Regions from separate parts of the Pan troglodytes genome. Here region 1 is linked to region 2. A link is a contact called in public HiChIP or PLAC-seq data. All regions are on one chromosome and are shown on one strand. The core of a region is the stretch at or near the end of the contact, and the rest is flanking DNA. Distances in the headings are between cores, read along the strand shown. Region 1 holds the start of LSM1 (LSM1 homolog, mRNA degradation associated). Region 2 holds the start of ADGRA2 (adhesion G protein-coupled receptor A2).

Evidence for each region. HiChIP or PLAC-seq counts read pairs in DNA pulled down with a chosen protein or histone mark.
Region 1: an H3K4me3 HiChIP or PLAC-seq map of stem cell-derived excitatory neurons shows a contact between it and region 2, with 2.9 times the contacts expected there. The contact joins the promoter of LSM1 here to the promoter of ADGRA2 in region 2.

What each region holds. Positions count from the first base shown.
Region 1 is chr7:46,574,824-46,580,676 of NHGRI_mPanTro3-v2.0_pri, reverse strand. LSM1 (LSM1 homolog, mRNA degradation associated) reads left to right here and starts at 3,251. Exons shown (of 4, transcript XM_001170479.8): 1 at 3,251-3,530. The coding sequence starts at 3,485. It overlaps BAG4 (BAG cochaperone 4), which reads right to left and starts at 3,191. Exons shown (of 5, transcript XM_519710.8): 1 at 2,667-3,191. The coding sequence starts at 3,191.
Region 2 is chr7:46,193,471-46,198,648 of NHGRI_mPanTro3-v2.0_pri, reverse strand. ADGRA2 (adhesion G protein-coupled receptor A2) reads right to left here and starts at 1,331. Exons shown (of 19, transcript XM_016959331.4): 1 at 665-1,331. The coding sequence starts at 930.

The sequences.
Region 1 (5,853 bases), core at 2,002-4,501, 380 kb before region 2:
AGAAAATATGGATCTTTCTTTCTTTATTTTTTTTTTTGAGATAGAGTTTCGCTCTTGTCTCCCAGGCTAGAGTGGAATGGTGTGATCTCAGCTCACTGCAACCTCCGCCTCCTGGGTTCAAGCGATTCTCCTGCCTCAGCCTCTCGAATAGCTGGGATTACAGGCGCCCGCCACCATGCCCGGCTAATTTTTGTATTTTTAGTAGAGACGGGGTTTTGCCATGTGGGCCAGGCTGGTCTCGAACTCCTGACCTCAGGTGATCCGCCTTCCTTGGACTCCCAAAGTGCTGGGATTACAGGCATGTCACCCCCCCCCCCGGATCTTTCTTTAATTTATAATTAATCTTGGCCGGGCACTGTGGCTCACACCTGTAATCCCAGCACTTTTGGAGGCCAAGGCGGGAGGATACCCTGAGATCAGGAGTTCAAGACCAACCTGGCCCACACGGCAAAACCCCGTCTCTACTTAAAATACAAAATTTAGCTGGGCATGGTGGCAGGCGCCTGTAATCCCAGCTACTAGGAAGGCTGAAGCAGGAGACTTTGACCCCGGGAGGCAGAGGTTGCAGTGAGCTGAGATTGCGCCACTGCATTCCAGCCTGGGCGACAGAGCAAGACTGTGTCCCAAAAATAAAAAATAAAAATAAAAAATAATTTATCACTGCTCCATGTTTTTCTCATACAATTGTTTACACTGTGATATAATCAACATACTATAAACTCTACCCTTTTAAAATGTACAATTCAGTAGTTTTTAGTATATTCAGAGTTGTGCAACCATCACCACTGATTTTAGAACATTTCTTATTTTTTGTTTTTTATTTTTTATTTTTTTATTTTTAGAGACAAGGTCTTACTATGTTGCCCAGGCTGGTCTCGAACTCCTGGACTCAAGCAATCCTCCAGCCTCGGCAACTCAAAGTGCTGGGATTACAGGTGTGAGCCATCTCACCAGGCCCTGATTTTAGAACATTTCATTATCCCAAAAAGAATATTCTCACCTACACTGCCAGTCCCCCAACCTCTGGCAACCATTAAGCTTTCTGTCTCTAGATTTACCTACTCTGGCCATTTCATATAAATGGAATCACACAATATGCAGTCTTTCTGACTGACTTAGCTCACGTAGTGTGATGTTTTCAAGGTTCATTCACATTGTAGCACGCATCAGCAGTTCATTCCTTTCTAAGGTCAAATAATACTCCATTGAATGAATATATTAACACCATATTTTGTTTATCGATGCATCAGTCGTTATGTCCTTACCACATTCCTGTATTCGAATAAAGAACCAGGGCTCCAAGAGGTTCACTCACTTTATAACTCAAATAATAAAATGACATTTGGGGCCGAGCGCAGTGGCTCACGCCTGTAATCCCAACACTTCGGGAGGCCGAGGGGCAGGGGAAAGGGGGATCACTTGAGGTCAGGAGTTCAAGACCATCCTGGCCAACATGGCGAAACCCCGTCTGTACTAAAAATACAAAAATTAGCCGGGTGTGATGGCCGGCGCCTGTAATCCTAGCTACTCGAGAGGCTGAGGCAGGAGAATCGCTTAAACCGGGAGGCGGAGGTTGCAGTGAGCCGAGATGGCACCACTGCACTCCAGCCTGGGCAACAGAGCGAGACTCCAACTCAAAAAAAAAAAAAACAAAAAACGACATTTCTACTTTTTGGCGATTATGAATAATGATGCTATGAACATGGGCGGACAAGCTTTATGTGAACATACGTTATCAGTTTTCTTGGGTATATAGCCAGGAGTGGGCTTGCTGGGTCATAGACTAATTCTAATGCTTACTGTTTTGAGGAACTACCAAACTATTTTCCACCATTTTACATCCCCACCAGCAATGTACGAGAATTTCACTATTACATTTTCAACAAATGAGGATAATTCTTGAACGAACAGAGGTATGCTGCCACCGCAGAACGACAACCCACTACCCAGAAGACTGTATTAACAAAGCAGAAGTATATGTCCGGCAGGAAAACGGAGAATAAAATGTTGCAGGTCCAAGTGTATTAGGCAAGTGAGTTAACCTCGCAGAGCCCCGGTTCCTTATTCGAAAAAAAAAAAAGGGGCCGCTGTAATGCCATTTTACCTTGCAGTCGCCGTGAAAATTAAATCAGTCAATCCGCGTAAAGGTACTTTACAACACTGATTATTCATGATTCGATCTCAGGCAAGGCATTAGGGGCAAACAGCTAAATGCCCAGATCCCTCCTCCTCGCAAAGGTTCCTTCCCCTCGGGAGGGTCCCTGAGCGGCATCGGGGGCTGCAGCCACTTCCCTTCCCCGGGAGAGCCGGCCTGCCAGCCACGCAGGATAAATTGCTAGAGCTGGAGCAGCAGATCCGTGCCACCCCTACCCAGCACCGCTCCCAGGAGAGAGATCTGCAGCCTGCTGCTAAGCTTAGCAAGTCCGCGCAGGATCTTTCTTTTTTAAATGGTAATAAACATATTTTTTGGGGTCGAAGCAGAAAAGGAGGGGCAAAGGGAACACAAGCATGTCCCCCCAACCTCTGATCTTAGTCTCGGTCTCTCCAACACCCCCCGCAACACACCCTCCTCCACATAAGGAAAACAAGTATGAAACCCGATCCTTTACGAACCCCAGCCCCAAGGGCCCTCACCTCCCCGCAAGGACAGAGGGTGCAAAGCTTACCTGGTGGCTTCCTCCGGCTCGACCAGGCTCTGGCCAGGCGCCTCCAGAGGGATAGTAGCCATCGCCTCCTCCGCCTTCTCCCAGCCAGGTGGTCTCCGCCGGGCCGCCCCCGCGCACCCGCCAGGAAATGGGAGGCTGGGGAGGTTCAGGGCGAAGAGGATATAAGGGTGGAGGTGGGTGTACCGGCACATCTCCACCCCCAGGCCCGTAGTAGCGGCCGTAGGACGGACCGTCACTGGGGCCGTAGCCCGAGCGCCTCAGGGCCGACATGGGATCCGCTGCCCTGAAGCGCTTCCCGCCCCCTCCCCACGGCCGACCCATCGCGCAGGCGCCCGCGGGCGATTGCGAATGGAGAGCAGCGAAGGGGGTCGGACGACGCCAGCCAATCCCAGGCCCGGGCCCGCCCCTTCTGCTGCGGAACCCCGAAAGCTGAGGGACGGAGGTCAGTGACTCTGAGGTCTCGGGAACCCGGAGACGAGGGAAGACACCGTGTTCCTTAAGAGGGAGTATACGTTTCCTCGCCATTTATCCAATGGAGATTCCTCTTACCTACTTAACAGGAACAGGGAAAGGGTGTCCCCCAACGGTACGGCTGCCCCGCCTCTTCCTGGGGGCCCGCACGTGTTACAGGAAGTGGGTAAGGGTAATATGGAGGAGCTTCCGGCAGGCCCCGGCGGCTGAAAGCCGGGGCAGAAGTGCTGGTCTCGGTCGGGATTCCGGGCTTGGTCCCACCGAGGCGGCAACTGCGGTAGAAGGGAGGAGGTTTTGGACGCGCTGGCCTCCCGCCGCTGTGCATTGCAGCATTATTTCAGTTCAAAATGAACTATATGCCTGGCACCGCCAGCCTCATCGAGGACATTGACAGTGAGTAGTTTATCTCCTCCCGGTGGAGCCTGGGGTTAGACCCTTCCTCCCGGGCGGGCGCCTCTTCCGAAGAAGCTTGTAGAATGAGTCCCGGGCGGGGCCGGTGTGTTCTGAGCTCAATCCGGGCGTTCCGCGTCGATGTCCTCCACAGCTGCGGTACACACCGCTTGCCCACCCAGTAGCCTGCTGCTACTTCTGCCCCTCGCAGCCTCCGCCAGCCCTCTAGCTGGTGAGCCCCAAGCGATGGAACTCATTCTTGCTTCCGTGGGTCGCGGCAGCAGAGGCCCGAACACGAAAGAAGCCCGGGGAGGGGGGGGGCTTCTCCCCCGTCCACTCCTGCCTGCAGTATTTCGAAGTATCAGCGTGTTACCGGTGGATGGATCGGAATACCTAGAGAGAGGATTCATTAAAAAGCGAAAATATTAAGACAGCGGCAGTTGGACTTAATTGGCAGTAAATGTAGGCGCTCTACGGTGTGGCCATTTGCTGGCTTATTTTACTGTGAGGGTCATTAGCACCTTCAGGTTATTGTAGTAGAGACCACTGTTAGACATGGTATTGACTTTTCTGGAAAGACCAAATCACTTGCAACCTTTTTTTTTTTTTTTTTTTAAGACAATTTACTTTTGCTTTTACTAAGAAGACCTCCCTTATTCCTGGTTTTTGTCCGGAAGAGGAGCTCAGTCCTATACAAAAGCGAAAAGAACCGTCTGCAGTTGTTCTGGCTTTCCTTTTTTCTAAATTCCGTCTGTGCATTATTCCTCAAGCAACATTTTTTATTGTTTTAATCATGTGATCTTTCTCATTAACTTGTTTCAAGATGATTTACACATAGTTTTAAACAAGCTGCAATCGTCTCAGTTACTCTGTGAATACGCAGTTTAGAATCTATGGTTAAAATTTCATTTTACGGGCCTGGCGCGGTGGCTCACGCCTGTAATCCCAGCACTTTGGGGGGCCGAGGCGGGCAGATCGCCTGAGGTCGGGAGTTCAAGACCAGCCTAGCCAACATGGTGAAACCCCGTTCCTACAATTAGCTGGGCACGATGGCGATGCCTGTAATCCCAGCTACTCGGGAGGCTGAGGCGGGAGAATCGCTTGAACCCGGGAGGAGAAGGTTGCAGTGAGCCGAGATCGCACCATTGCACTCCAGCCTGAGCGACAGAGCAAGACTCCGTCTCAAAAAAAAAAAAAAAAAAATCATTTTATGGTTGACAGATCTTTTTTCTTTTTTTCTTTTTTTTTTTTTTGAGACAGAGTCTTGCTCTGTCGCCCAGGCTGTAGTGTGCAGTGGCGCGATCTTGACTCACTGGAACCTCCACCTCCCGGGTTTAAACCATTCTTGTGCCTCAGCCTCCCAAGTAACTGGGATTGCAGGCGCCTGCCAGCACGCCCAGCTAATTTTTGCATTTTTTGGTAGAGACGAGGTTTCGCCATGCTGGGCAGTATGGTCTCCAACTCCTGACCTCAGGTGATCCACCCACCTCGGCCTCCCAGAGTGCTGGGATTACAGGCGTGAGCCACCGCCTCCGGCCGACAGATCATTTTTTAAAACACAAATTACTTATTGTGCTATGTAAGGGAAATGTAGTGTAATTGGACTAAATATATATTAACATCTATATGAACCTGTTAAGTGTAACAGGATGTTTTAGTTGCTCGAGGATGCTCTTTTGCCCTCATCTCTCCTTATATATCCTCTAACACATCCTGCCATTTTACTAAAAATCAGTTTTGCTCTTTGGCCCTCTAACCCCTACCTCTTTGTAGATTCCAGACCCCCTACTTTATTAAAACTTTGAAGCCATTTGATATGCACCCTTTGCTCCCCAACCCTAACACACAGTTTCCTCCTTGTGTTTCTGTATTTTCACCCATCCTTTAATTTGAGTAGGAAGGATTCCTCCCTTTTTGTCTGTCTGTTGTTACTGTCTCCTCTCACTGCTTCTGGAACCTTTTTTCGTTGTTAGCCTTTTTCTTTTATATCCTCTGTCTCCCCAACCCCTGCGTTCTTCCCCTCATGTGTTGCTGTCTATCCATCTCAAATATTTTCTCCGTTCTCTTCATATTCCCATCCCTTTTTTCATATCTTTATCCCCAAACCTCGAGTCATTTTCATTTTGTCTGTTTCTTGATCACCTTCAATAGACTACTTACATTACTCCTGCAATCTAATTTTTATCCTGAAATTACTCAAGCTGCATTCTTCAAAGTTATTCGTCTAAGGTCTTCTTCTGTGTTCTCTCCCCTTTGCAGCACTGTGATACTCTCCCCACCAGATTCTTTAATTCTCTTCTCTTGATTTCTCTAACAACTGGTACTT
Region 2 (5,178 bases), core at 82-2,581:
CACTGCACAAACGCCGCCGTGGGAGAGGGGCCTCTAGAGGGATGGGGACGCCAGGGTCTCCTGCAGCCCAGGAGCGCCGGTATTCCAAGGGCCGACTTTTCTGAGCCCAGCCTCCCCTTGCCCTAAGGAGACCGGCTGGAAGCGGCGCTGGCAGGCCAGGGGGCATGGATGGGATGACCCCAATTGAAGGGACAAGGCCAGCCAGGTAAATCCGGAGACTCCTCCAGCCCAGTCCGGGACGCGTCCGTAGTGGTTAGGACCACAGCCCCCTCCTGGGCCACGAGCGTCGATCTTTCCTGAGCATTCCCCGCTCTCACCCTTCTCAGGTCCCCAAAGTCCGCAACCCTAGTCCAGGCTGGAAATCCGGGGCGTGGGTGCCCTGCAGGCGTGCTCTCCACTTCACCTGTGCAGGTGAGTGGGCGCCTGCGGTGCCTTTCTCTGGGGTGCGCCTGTCCCCCGCAGCCCCTTCCCGCCTCCACGCTCCTGGAGCCCCAGTCTCTCCCCTGCTCCTCCAATCTTCCCCTCTGGGCGCCTGAACCCAGGCCTGTCCAGAAATCTCTGAAGTGGGGGGATAGCCCCCTTCCCCCTGCTCCCACCCCTCCCGTCTCGCCTCCCTTCGTCCCCAGTCCCGGCTCGGACGGAACTGGCCTGGTAGGGTACTTACAGGGTAACGGTGCCGTTAGGCAGAAGGCCGGGCTCGGGAGGCTCCGGGAGGTCCCCGCCGCTGCACACCACCCTCCGCCGAGCCGGGCCAGGGACGCCGCCGCTCAGCCCCTTGGGCCGCTCCCCCGAGCACTTGCAGCTGCGGATGGGTAGCGGGCAGCCGGGCGCGCCCCGAGCCTCGGGCGCCAGGAGCAGCAGGAGCCACGGCAGCAGCGGCAGCAGCAGGCGCGCGGGCGCCCCCCGCATCCTGCGTCCCCCGGGGCCCATCAACCCATCGCCCCGCGGGGACCCACAGCGCTGGGGCCGGGCTGCGTGCCGGCCGGAGGGACCCAGGCGTGCGGGAGGACTGCTCAGCGGGGGCCCGGGGCGCCCGAGGGCGTGGAGGGGGGCCCTGGGCGGAGGCGAGCCCCGGGGTCCCCGCCGCCGCGCCCCGGGGGCATGTCCGGCGAGCGCCCCGGCGGGGAGGACGTCGGCGCGGCTGTCAGCGCAGCGCGGGCAGCTCCCAGCTGCGCGGCCCGAGTCTCAGCGCCCGGCCCTCGGGACACTGGAGGCCCGGCCCCTCCGCGTCGCCTGCTCGCTGGGCGCTGGGCTGGGACCTAGCGGATCGCGCCGGGCTCCTGCTGCCGCCGCCGCCGCCGCTCCGTGCCATGGATGGAGGCAGCTCCGCGCCGCGCCGCTCCCGCCGCCGGTCCCCGCCCGCCCGGGCCTTCCGCGGGGCCCTAGCGCCGACCGACACGGGGCCAGGCCGAGGCCCTCTGCCGAGTGGGGGCGGGCCAGCTGGCTCGAGGACCCTGCGTCCCCGCGCCCGCCCTGCACCAACACTCCTCTCCCGCTTGTCCCCGCGCCCCGGGCCAGGACCCTTCCTTTCCGCAACCCATCTCAGACCTCTGAGCCGACCACCACCACCTTCCACAAAATTTCCCTTGTCCGTGCTGGTGCAGCTTGCGTCTCCAGGCTGCTGGGGCCCTCCTGGACCCGCGGACTTGGACAGAGACGTCTGGGGCGCCCTGTTTTGGGTTGAAATTGGTGGAAGGCTCCGAGGTTTCCTTTGGCCCCTGACACGATGATCAGTGTGGAAGTCGTCTCTCACTCTCCTTCCAGCTCCGGTGGAGGCAGCCGCAGGAGGATGGCAGCCGAGACAAGGAGGCAGCAGACCCTCCTCCGCTGCGGTGACCTCGCTCAGCGGGGGGTGCATGTCATTCGGCCAAGGAGAGGTCAAAGGCCAAGGCAGACAAGGCTAGAGGCTAGACTGGGCCTCCTACATTTTCCACAACGCTGTGTGTGTGTGTGTCTGTGTGTGTGTGTTTCGGGGACAGTGAGTGGGACAAGGGAAAAGTAGATGAGAAGGAGCAGGGCTTTGCAGCAGGGTGTGGAAAGAGCACTGCGCAGTGAGTCTGGAGACCCCTATTCCAGACTCGGCTCTGCCTCTTACTACTGTCTGACCTTGGACACAGCCCCTAGCTTGCTGGGGTAGCAGATCTCTGGGGTTGAAATGGGGCTCTGCCTGCTCCCCAGTTTATAGAGTGGCATTAGATGCCCAGTAAATCGTGGCATTAGAATAAGAGAGTGTGGTGGGGGGGAGGGGCACATGGTTTCCAAAGGCAGAGGACTGGTGGTGGCAGGGGTGACCTTGACAACTAGTGGTGGGTATAAAGCTGCCTGCAGGCCGGGCGTGGTGGCTGACACCTGTAATCCCAGCACTTTTCGAGGCCGAGACGGGCGGATCACTTGAGGTGAGGAGTTTGAGATCCACCTGGCCAACATGATGAAACCCTGTCTGTACTAAATATACAAAAATTATCCGGGCGTCGTCGTGGGCGCCTGTAATCCCAGCTACTTGGGAGGCTGAGGCACGAGAATTGCTTGAACCCAGGAGGCGGAGGTTGCAGTGAGCTGAGAGCGTGCCACTGCACTGCAGCCTAGTGACAAAGTGAGACTCCGTCTCAATAAATAAATAAATTAATTAAAAAAAAAAAAAAAAAACGGCCTGCAGTACACCGGAACCAGGGCTGGGGACAGGCAGTAAGAAGTGCAGCCCAGGGGTCTGCTTCCTCTGTTTCCCCACAGAAGCTCACCTTTCTGTTGCTTAATAGAGCTGCCGGGATGGGGCAGGACTCCCGTTCCCCCTCCTTCACTCTACCACCCAAGCGGTCCCCAAGGTGAATGCCACATTCTTTAGTGAGCTTAGCCCTGCTGGTGTGCGGTGGTGCCTTTTCTAGGGCCCCTGTGCCTGTCAGCCAAGTCTACCCTGACTATGCAGGGAATGGCTTTTCTCTCTTGCCCGTTGGCGTTGGCGGCAGGCAGGGGCCTAGATGTTGGCTTCTTCACTTTCCCTCCCTGGCTCCACAGATCTCCCCCAGTTGCAGGCTCTCTGGTTCCTTGAACTTCCAAAGATAAATAAATAGTGATTGCAAATGGAGGAAGGGAGAAGGGGAATGGACTCCCCCAGCAGGAGCCCTCACAGGCGGTGGCCCAGGCTGCATTCCTCAGGAAAGAGCTGACAGCAGAGCCACAGCCCATAGGCAGGGCTGTGCAGCCCTCCTGCTCACAGGCAAGGAAGACTCTGAGATCTCTGGCCTGGGTCATATAGCTTTTCTGTGATTTCCTTTGGCTAAATGAAGACACTCAAAGTCTAAAGAAGAATTCTACTGGAACACCCACTCCTGGAGGCTGAACAGAGGCCAAAGGCCATTTAATGAGGCGAGGCTTCCCCACCACTAGGAATGAAATGTCTGATGGAGACATCTACAAAACACTGGACTGTCCTGAGGGTCACCACATTTGACTTCTTACCCACCCAGGGAGGTGATGAAGTGGAGGTTACTTTCTTATTTTGCAAGTATGGATGAAGAAACTGAGTCACTGAGACTAGAGTCCAAGGGTAGGAACTTACTTTCTGATTCCTTTTTTTGTGTATGTGTGAGACAAGGTCTCTCTCTGTCACCCAGGCTGGAGTGCAGTGGCAGGAACACTGCAGCCTCGATCTCCTGGGTTCAATCCTCCCACCTCCACCTCCCAAGTAGCTGGAACTACAGGTTTGTTATTGCATGCAACTAATTTTTTTGAATGTTTTGTAGAGATGGGGATCTCGCCATGTTGCCCAGGCTGGTCTCAAACTCCTGGACTCCAGCAATCTGCCTGACTTGGCCTCCCAAAGTGCTGGGATTACAGGTGTGAGCCACCATGCCTGGCCATGAGCATGTTTGTCTGTTTGTTTGTTTGTTTGTGATGGAGTCTAGCTCTGTCACCCATGCTGGAGTGCAGTGGCACAATCTCAGCTCACTGCAACCTCTACCTCCTGGGTTCAAGTGATTCTCCTGTCACAGCCTCCCAAGTAGCTGGGATTACAGGCGCCTGCCACCATGCCTGGCTAATTTTTGTATTTTTAGTAGAGACAGGGTTTCACCATGTTGGCCAGGCTGGTCTCAAACTCCTGACCTCAGGTGATCCACTCGCCTTGGCCTCCCAAAGTCCTGGGATTATAGGAGTGAGCCACCGCGACCTGCCATGAGCATGTTTTAATCCTTTTTTCTTCTTATTTCTAGTATACCGTGCCCGGCCATGGTTCCTTTTTAAGTGCTTTCTTCTCTGAGCCACAGGGAGACCTTCCCCTGGGAAGCTTCCTGCAGACCTCTCCTCAGAGGTGCAGTGAGGAGTGAATGAATTGCCCACATCAAAATCTTTTTGTTTTGAGGTTTGTTTGAGATAGGAGAATGACTCGAATTTAGTTCCAGACCTCAAAAAATCTGCTAGGGAGCCTGACCAATTAAACACACCTTGATCAGAGGTGATAAGCTGTTCAGTGGCGATCACAGAGACAAGACTGAATTAATTCCGACCAGAGCAAGGGAGAGGGGACTTTCCGAAAGAGTCTGTTTAATCTGGGCAAGAATATAATCTACCGGACTCTATGAGACCTTATTCCCCTAAGAGTCTAGGGGCTCATATCTGCTGTCTCCCTCTCGAAAGAAGTTTGCCTTTGCTGGGAGCTAGCTGCTAGCTGATCTCTCTGAGACTGAGCAGATTGGAGCTACCGTGGGAGTCACATAAGGAAAGTGGACAGCCACTGAGTGCTTATTATGTGCCAAGCGCTTGTTGAGTATATTTCGTAAGAATTAGCTCATTTAGCCAGGCACGGTGACTCATGCTTGTAATCCCAGCACTTTGGGAGGCCGAGGCGGGCAGATCACCTGAGGCCAGGAGTTCAAGACCAGCCTGGCCAACAGGGCAAAACTTCATCTCTACTAAAAATACAAAAATTAGCCGGGTGTGGTGGCGGGCGCCTGTAATTCCAGCTACTTGGGAAGCTGAGGCAGGAGAATCGCTTGAACCTTGGAGGCAGAGGCTGCAGTGAGTCGAGATTGCACCACTGCACTCCAGCCTGGGGGACAGAGTGAGACTCCATCTCAAAAAAAAAAAAAAAAAAAAAAAGAATTAGCTCATTTAGTTCTCAAAACAGAGTGAGGACCTTTATTTTTATTTTTATTTTTTTGAGTCAGAGTTTTGCTCTTGTTG